Linked DNA regions of Triticum aestivum: regions 1 and 3 are each linked to region 2. Evidence: chromatin contacts called from public Hi-C data. All regions are on one chromosome and are shown on one strand. Each heading gives the region's core, a stretch centred on a gene start, on an enhancer-like site or on the middle of the called end of the contact. The rest is flanking DNA. Distances are from core to core; before and after follow the strand shown.

Evidence for each region. A called contact is a pair of places that touch in the nucleus more often than the background predicts.
Region 1: a Hi-C map of leaf shows a contact between it and region 2, with 3 times the contacts expected there. The contact joins the enhancer-like site here to the promoter of LOC123163202 in region 2. A contact is called at or near these places in 2 of 5 Hi-C or Micro-C datasets (leaf and an unstated tissue).
Region 3: a contact with region 2 is called in a Hi-C map of leaf, with 5 times the contacts expected there. The contact joins the enhancer-like site here to the promoter of LOC123163202 in region 2. A contact is called at or near these places in 2 of 5 Hi-C or Micro-C datasets (both in leaf) and 1 of 1 datasets of contacts at active chromatin or transcription factors (leaf).

What each region holds. Positions count from the first base shown.
Region 1 is chr7B:233,355,238-233,357,937 of IWGSC CS RefSeq v2.1, forward strand. No RefSeq gene overlaps it. Among protein-coding and RNA genes, the nearest start is that of LOC123156752, 30 kb to the left of the region's middle. Within about 2 kb of position 1,329, at least 1 of the 8 cell types and tissues checked has an H3K27ac peak or open chromatin away from gene starts, as enhancers often do. A contact at or near this core is called in leaf, where this site is marked.
Region 2 is chr7B:233,805,112-233,807,811 of IWGSC CS RefSeq v2.1, forward strand. It overlaps LOC123163202, which reads left to right and starts at 1,263. Exons shown (of 7, transcript XM_044580947.1): 1 at 1,263-1,693; 2 at 2,321-2,700. The coding sequence starts at 2,665.
Region 3 is chr7B:233,335,596-233,338,295 of IWGSC CS RefSeq v2.1, forward strand. No RefSeq gene overlaps it. Among protein-coding and RNA genes, the nearest start is that of LOC123156752, 10 kb to the left of the region's middle. Within about 2 kb of position 1,291, at least 2 of the 8 cell types and tissues checked have an H3K27ac peak or open chromatin away from gene starts, as enhancers often do. A contact at or near this core is called in leaf, where this site is marked.

The DNA.
Region 1 (2,700 bases), core at 79-2,578, 450 kb before region 2:
CCCTTGTCAAAGTCGTCCATGACGGACACCACGCCCGATAGGTGTTCAATCAAATGACATTGAGCGTATTTTTGATGTTGTGTCAATTTTTTAGAATACGAAGGATGCGAGGTACTCGACCATGAAGGATGACTTGTTGTGCAATGCGTGGTTAGCCCTACCCGCAGATTTCATCGACAGGAGCAGAGGGGGATCTTCTGGCAGCGCGTGCATGACTCGTTTCACACGTGAAAGCACATTGCGCCCTACGACATGCACATCATCCAACAACACATGTGAGGTCGTTTATCGTCTCGATGGTACACCATCTAGACCTCCGTCACCAAGTTTTGTGACACGGTTGGTCGGCTTGGGGCAATGTGGCCATTGCGCGCTAAGGACATTGCAAGTTTTGCTTCTTGCTCAACTTATTGATTGAATCATTCTCAAAGTTAGTCTACACATTATGTAGCCCGCACGCGCTGGCGTGATGTACCACGGGACAGAGGGACGACCATTTACGCACATACACTGTTTGATGAAACTGAAGGGTAGTATGTTTCGGACGACATGATCCGTTCATGAAAAACTTGTTAAGCATGCGGTTAATCTAGTTGAATTTGAACTATTATTGTAATAGACTTCTTTGCATGCTATGTATGGATGATTTGTGCTATTTTCTATCAAACTTGGATAAACTCCGTTTTGTTTGCATGAAGTTCGTCCGGTAATTGAAACAGTGTTTGAAACTTAATCGGACATATGCGGCTAGCGTTGGGTAGTCGGCTCCCATATCCATATCCAGTAGCGGTGCCAGGTTAAAGCGAAGCCCCACACAAACAACGTATGTATAGTGTCAAACAGTGCAAAACACTGTAGCTATACCTATAGCCAACAAAGTGACGGCCAGCCATGCCGCAGGCCGAGGCCCTGGCTGCCTAGGGTCTGGATCCGCCATTGTCCATATCCACATAGGTCAGAAGAAATTTATGGGTCAGTGTAGAAGATGCCTAAGAAAATGAAAAAAGGGAAGGTGCTGGGGACGGATCCCAACTCTCAACGTGCATCTATTATTGCCACCGCCCGAGTGAAACACAATAGTTTTGCTGTTGTCTTAAATAGATGTAACTTACCTTTTCTTTAATTTATTAATACTTTTATTCTTTGTTCATTCGCAAAAAAAAAATCTTTGTTGACAATATTGTACCATACGGCTCGCACGCGTGTATGCAACGGACAGTGCATTAATAATCATAAACAACTGGATGAACAAAGCAGATTTGATTCGTATTCGCATCGTCGGCCGAGAGGGAGAGGAGAAAGCAGATTCGTTTCCTTCCTGTCCGAGCTTAAGTGAGCCGCATTATCTGGAGCATAATTTGAGAGCGCGTAAGCAAATTGAACTCGCACAAGTGGACGTGCCTGGGCGGGCGGGAAGTTGCGTTGCGGTTAAGCTTAGACGTTTTTGTTCGCAGATACGCGTCCGTCTCGGAATGGTTCGCCGCTGAGAAGTGTACACATATGCACAAGTGCCTTTATGCCTTGTTGCGGCCTGTAAAGGCTCTATCGACATGGTTGTTGCTGCCCTGCTCTTCTGCCATTTCATCCTCAAAAGTTATATGAGGCGAAAATTTCTGTTTTGGGAATAAACATCGACCTAGCTCATCTGCCATTTTTCATTTCAAAAAATAAATAGCTTTTCATCCTTAACTTTTTCCCTGGCCCATTTTTGCACTAAGAAAAGCACGTCCCTGTAAATATAGGGAGACCGCTCCACTTCCCTATTCATGGCATGGCGGCTCGCATATACCGGCCGATTGACCCGGCCCTGTTTATAATATCCCGGCGCCGCCCTTCCCTCAAACCCTATCCCATCCCCATTCCAATTATTTTCGCCGTCGTCGTCCTTTACTCGGGCCGACGCCGTTCCCTCGAGCTTGGGGTCGCCACTGCCCCTTGAGCACCGCCGCATCTTGAGGCACAACACCGCAACTTCAATGTTGTAATTGCTCCCCGCGCGGCTCGCCGGCGCCCCCATACCGCAACTTCGATGTCGCAACTGCTCCCCGCGCGGCTCGCCGGCGCCCCTATACCACAACTTTGATGTTGCAACTGTTCCCCGTACAGCTCGTCGGCGCCCCCTTGATCTTCAGGAGCCGTCTTCCCCGTCGCCACTTCATGTGCCCTCGTGCCGTCTCCCTGAGCTCCCCTTCATCAACCGATCCCCGCACGTCTTACCAATGCCTCCCTCATTCTCACGTCGACATCTTGAGCCTTCTTCTAAATCGATGTCGCCGAAATACCATGGCATGAGGCTTCGGCCATGGAGCAAGTGGGCGGCAGAGATCCGTAACCTGCAAGCGGTGGCACGGGTGTGGCTTGTCACGTTCGCCATCACTGACGAGGCGACACGTGCCTACCTCTGACTTTTCTCCATGCGTAGTAGCCAGGAGAGGAGGACACTACTAGAAAATACCTTACAGGTAGAACCTTAACCATAGCGTGGGGTCAAGGGCCAACGCTACTGCTACTTAGCGGTAGTGCTAGATATAAACCAACGCTACAGGTATGACTATAGCAGTAGCGCGGATTTACCATCCACCGCTGCTACTAAATGGTGGCTACCCGCAGTAGCAACGCGCCCGCCCATCCCGCGCTACTGCTATTACTACAGCAGCGCTACTACTATGCATGCACTGCGCTAGCAGGTGGGCCGCACTT
Region 2 (2,700 bases), core at 13-2,512:
TATACGCGGAAAGCAACAGGTGGAATCGGACCCAAAGAAAAGCTCGACCACATGTGGAGCAACTTGCCTCATCATGGACCATGATTCTTATGCTGGAAACTAGCGGATTGTGGTGTGGCACACGTATGAGATAGCGATCGACCGTTGCTTTGTCTAATCTGTAGATAATATCATTCCTGCTAGCCCATCATTGGTGTGTGGTGCTGTGGATCAGGCCCGCTCTCTCTCGTCCCTAATCCACATCGCCTTTTGCTGCTGTTGCCGCTACTGGACGGTCCTGTGCCACGATTAAGTCTCAAATGACATCTTCTGTCGTGGTCAACATTACTCTGATCCATTTAGCCTTCTATTGTACAGTACTGTAAAAGATTCTTACATCATCCTACGAATAGTCCATCGCTCAGGTATCACAAAGCTACTCCGAGGGAAGGAAAAAAGATGGAAGCGGGAGAAAGATGATGCATCATGGACAGGGAGTGTCATTGGGAAGAAATGGACCAGGTTCTCAGTCTGCCCGGTCTTAGATTTGATACCAAAGTGGAACGGATCTTAGCCGCCCAAGCAGTAGTAGGTCCAGTCCACAGTTTTGAATCCAGTCTCCATTTTCTTCCGTGAAATTACAAACAGGCCCCTGAAAAGATTCATATCTTTTTTGTGGGGTTTTTTGATCCTCCTCGAAATCATCCATCTTAACGAAGTTGACGAAGCTTCGGTATAGGCTCCTACCGTCTCCTTAGGAAGCTGATGTTATGATTTCTCGCGCGTGCGTGCAGGCACTTCAGATTGACTCAAGGGTTTAACAAGGGCGACTATGGTTTACATGGTGCTGGTCCTTAGAGGCAACTTCATGAAAACTTTTCAACTGTCATCGATAAGTCTAGGATGGGTCCAGTATGGGAGCTGCGACAAATGACACGTCGGTGGCTCATTTTGACTGCAGTAGTGGTCGTTCAGCTATCTAGGCACCTCGATGTAATTTTTGTTATGTTGGATGTGCTTTGTACTTTTCATTAATTAGCTTTTATAATAGATGTAGGTATTTTGCGAAAGAAATAAATGTCCTATGGGCAGCAACAGAATTTGTTACACAAGTCGGTACATTAACCACCACCGCTCAACGGCCACATCAGACTCTCAGAAAACCGAATCTGCGAGACGTGAGGGGCCTGGATGTTAAAAACAGAAACCACAAAACGAGGCGCGAGAACATTTTATTTATTTTATCCACTCGGAATCGGAAAGAAAAAAAAGGCAACCGAACGAGAACAAAAGCGAAACCAAAACAGCCGAGCTGATTGGAAACATCCAGATGCCGCTGCCGCTGCTAGTACTAACCCAACCCAACCCAGCGTTTCCCCTCTAGAAAATATCATCATTTCTGGCGCCTAATCAAGGACCCCTGGTTAGTTGCTTGCGGAATTATATACCCACCATTGGAGCAGCAAGCGATAGAGGGGAGCGAAGAAGAGCAGCCAGAGGAGAACGCAAGAGAGGAGAAGGTCCGGCGGAGGTGGACGTCGAGAGCCCGGCGGAAATCGGCCGGCGCGATTGAGGTGCGGATTCTCCTCGGGCGGGCTGGTTCCGGGTGGTCGGATCGAGGCGGCCCTCAATCTCGGAGGACCTCGATTCGATTCGGCGGCACGGGCCGTGCCGCTGTTGATTAATCCATTTGGCTCCATGGATGGATAGGCAGGTAAACCTTTATCCCCGGCTTTGTATTGCTGCGATTCCCGTTGCTCTGGTGGGCTCTGCCCGTTTATCGGTGGGGAATTTGGTTCTTCGTTTCGATCGGTGACGGTTCCGCAATCCGTCCCCAAATTTGGGCCTCTCATTTCCTCGAATTTGGCTGCTGCCGTGCTCCCGATTTCGGTAGTTTTGAGGTTTAGTCCATGCATGTCCGTTTGTTCAGGGATTAACTGACCATGCCTTCATTTGTGCCTGGTCTGGGCAGTATGGGAGTGGAGTAGATAGCATTGGGTTGGATGTGCAATCATTGGTTGGGAACTTGCTATTTCTATGCATCAGGCGGAAGATATAGAAACTGACAAGTTTGTTTCTCCTGAGCTAAATATAGTAACCGTAGCACGCAGTATTGATTGAGCTTCTCTTCATCATGTAGTGGGATTAATCCAACTCCTTCTATTCATGGGTTTAGTCATGTGATGGGTGTAAGAATAGTTAGTAGCAATTGAGCTTCTCTTGGTCATGTAGTGGGATTAATTTTACTTGTATTCATGGGTGTAGCCGAGTGATAGGATCAATTGAGCCTTTGTCTGCTCATCAGTTTGCTGAATCAATGTTCTTCAATTCATTTCTGCAGGGCTGTGACGTGATCTCCTTGCATGGTTCATCCTTGGCTAGGTCCCTGGTTGCTTGCTCAGGCTCCAAGTTTTGTGTCATCTCCAGTTGTGGTAGCCAGTGGGGCATGATTAGTAGTGGCAAGATGGTAACCTTGCTTCCAATGGGTCTGAATCGGAAATGCCAGTGTGGTTCTGCCCTTCCGGTGGTGATTGGTTTCAATTGGTGATTTGTCTAGTCCATCGATTTGGACACTGAAATGGCAAGATACTGAGAGGGCCGTTGAAAGGAACTGGATAGGTGTACTGCAGGAGCGATTACAGATTGGGGGTCTTCCTTCTCGCTGAGTATCAGAGATTGGTTGCGATGGGTTTACCCCAAGTTTCTTCAGTCAGGGAGGAT
Region 3 (2,700 bases), core at 41-2,540, 470 kb before region 2:
GTTAGTTCGGCACCGATAGCCATGGACTTGGCGTCATGGGAGCTTGTCGTGGCATGGTTAGAGAGCTTTGGTTGGGGCCTTCTCGAGGTGGCCATAGGCGGTGTTGGGGTCGTGTCCCCCTCGGTCGAGGAGGGCTGGGTAGGGACCTAGGCATCGACACCTTTTACGGTGGTGATGTGGACCCAGACCAAGGGACTGATGTCGGGTTAGGAGTGGAAGGAGTGCCCTCCACTCTTCCTGTTGTGGTCTGTTTGGGATGGTGATGATTAGTGGTGTCGGGGCGGCGGCCCCGGATGGCGGACCGAATGGATGGCTCTCCGGCAGGCTACATGGCGGCAATGGTGGCAATACTTCTTGGTCGTGTGGTCGGTGAGGGGTGGAGCCACAACTAGCTCTGTCTCTCTGTCCTTGACAACAGTGATGCCCAGATCCAGATCTGATGACTAGGACTCGGCGCGGTTGTCCTAGGTGCGTCATGGTGGCACTGGTGAGCTGCGGCTCGCGCCGCGCTTTGCCACCGACAGCAGCCAGCGCCTGTTGGTGTTCTTCTCCTCTTGAGCACGTCGTTGTGGTTCTTCTCTTCGTGTCAGGGTTTCGAGTGAAGACCGTTGTCCATCTTCGACTTGACAATGGTGATGCTTCGCACAGTATTCCCTCATGACGGTGTTATCGTGGAGTTTAGGTGTCCTACGTCATGTCGTGGCGGTGTGTTCTTGCCGACCTGTGTTATCTCTCAATAGCATATTCGCGTGCGTTTATGTTATCAGGTTAGCCTAGAATCTACGTTGTAAAAGGGCTTCCTGACTTCTCTGTATGATTCAACTGTATACTTTGGTTTGTGCTTTATTTATAAATTGCGCGGCGTGAGGGCATGTTTTGTTTCAAGAGAGTAGTTAATACTTCCTCCGTCCCGAAATTCTTGTCTTAAATTTGTCTAAATACGGATATATCAAGTCACGTTTTAATATTAGATACATCCGTATCTAGACTAATCTAAGACAAGAAATTTGGGACGGAGGGAGTAGATTTGTTGACATACTAATCTTGTGCTTAATTACAACGTATATACTAAGAGCCAAGATTATTTATACTATTATTAGTTATTAAGCAAAGATTAAAGCAGAAGCAGCGACTAGCTAAGGCCTAAGAGATACTCCTATATAAAATCTAATTGAAAAAAGAAAGAGAGGCAGAGTCGGATAATGGTGGCAAGGCAAGGTGATAGGGTCAAGTGGTTTGTGGAAGAGCTCGAGCACGGTGATTGGTTCATCTGAGAGGGTGTTCGTGGGTGGGCCCAACGACAGGCACTGTCCTACCCGAGCGAATCCACTCTAGATTTGGCTTTGAATAATAAAGCACCGTGGATCACATCACGAAACAGCGACCACGGGCCGGGCACTAAAACCCGATCAACACGACAGAGCCCCTTTCTCTCTCTTTCATCAAACCCTTTTCTTTATATGGATTAACCAATCATTCATGTATACGCAGCCGTTATATATGCACAGCAGCCAGACATACTAGTACTTCTTTTTTCATGAGATCGATAGATTTTTTATCCCCAGAACTAATATTCAGGTTTAATTTTCTACTCATACTACATATCACTTTCTGAAGACTGTTCTCATTTCAGCTAGTCGTGCTCATGCATACACACATGGTTGCGTTGCTCCCCGGTTGCCAGAATCCTCAAACTAGATAGCTTGCATCCATCGACCGGTCTCCTTGTCGACGTCGCTGCAGTGCAGATGTGACAGAAGAGCACGCTAACTGCGATACTATTCTCACGACTGTGTGTGCTAGCTGTACGTTGCTTGAGATCTCTGAACTCTAGCTCGTACGTACGTACGTACGCGCGCGCGTGTACCCCTGTAGTATAACACTGCTCGTACGCAACAAGCTACTACCGATGGTCAGTATTCGCTAGGAGTACGCACGGACGTACGTATACGTGCGTAAATATCACCGTGAGATGTATACTCTTCACTCTTCAGACAACATCTCGCCCGACGGCGACGGAGATCCCGATCTCTCGCGCTCCCGATCGACCCAGACAGACAGTGCAGCGAAATGCTAGCGCTCGCGCGACCGGTAACTGGATGGTTACGGCTAGCTAAGCCAGTAAGGCCCCGTTCGATACACAGGTAAGAAAAACAAAGGGATGTAAAAAAGTATAGGAATGCGGTTGGCTGTACAGTACATTACTGCAGTTCGCAAAATAGAAGAATAAAGGGTGTTCGGTTCACAGGAAATTGTCCAGAGGTATGAGCAAAGGAGCCGTACTACTGATGCAACAGTATTGAGTATTTTATTCAGGCATCAAGTGTTCTAATCGCTGCATGCTGGTATTGCTTCTCTTCCACCCATGCGAAAGGAATATTTTATTTGGCTTGCGAGTTGGCTTGACTCGGGCCTCCGCCCAAAAATTGGTTCAGACCAGATGTTTAGATTCCTGTTAAATGGCCACTGTTTACGAACTTTTCCATAAGAACGCTGTAGCTGATTCCCTTGATCCGAACGCCAGTGAAGGAACTGAAAACTATGGAATGAACATTCCTTTGGAAAGTCTACAAATCCTTTGAAGCGAACAGGCCCTAAGCCAGGTAGCTAGCTGCATGCCACTTGACGACCGCGGCGACCACGACGTTCGGCCGGCCGGCGTCGGCGGCCACGTAGCCTTAAATTCCTTGGGGCCGGCCG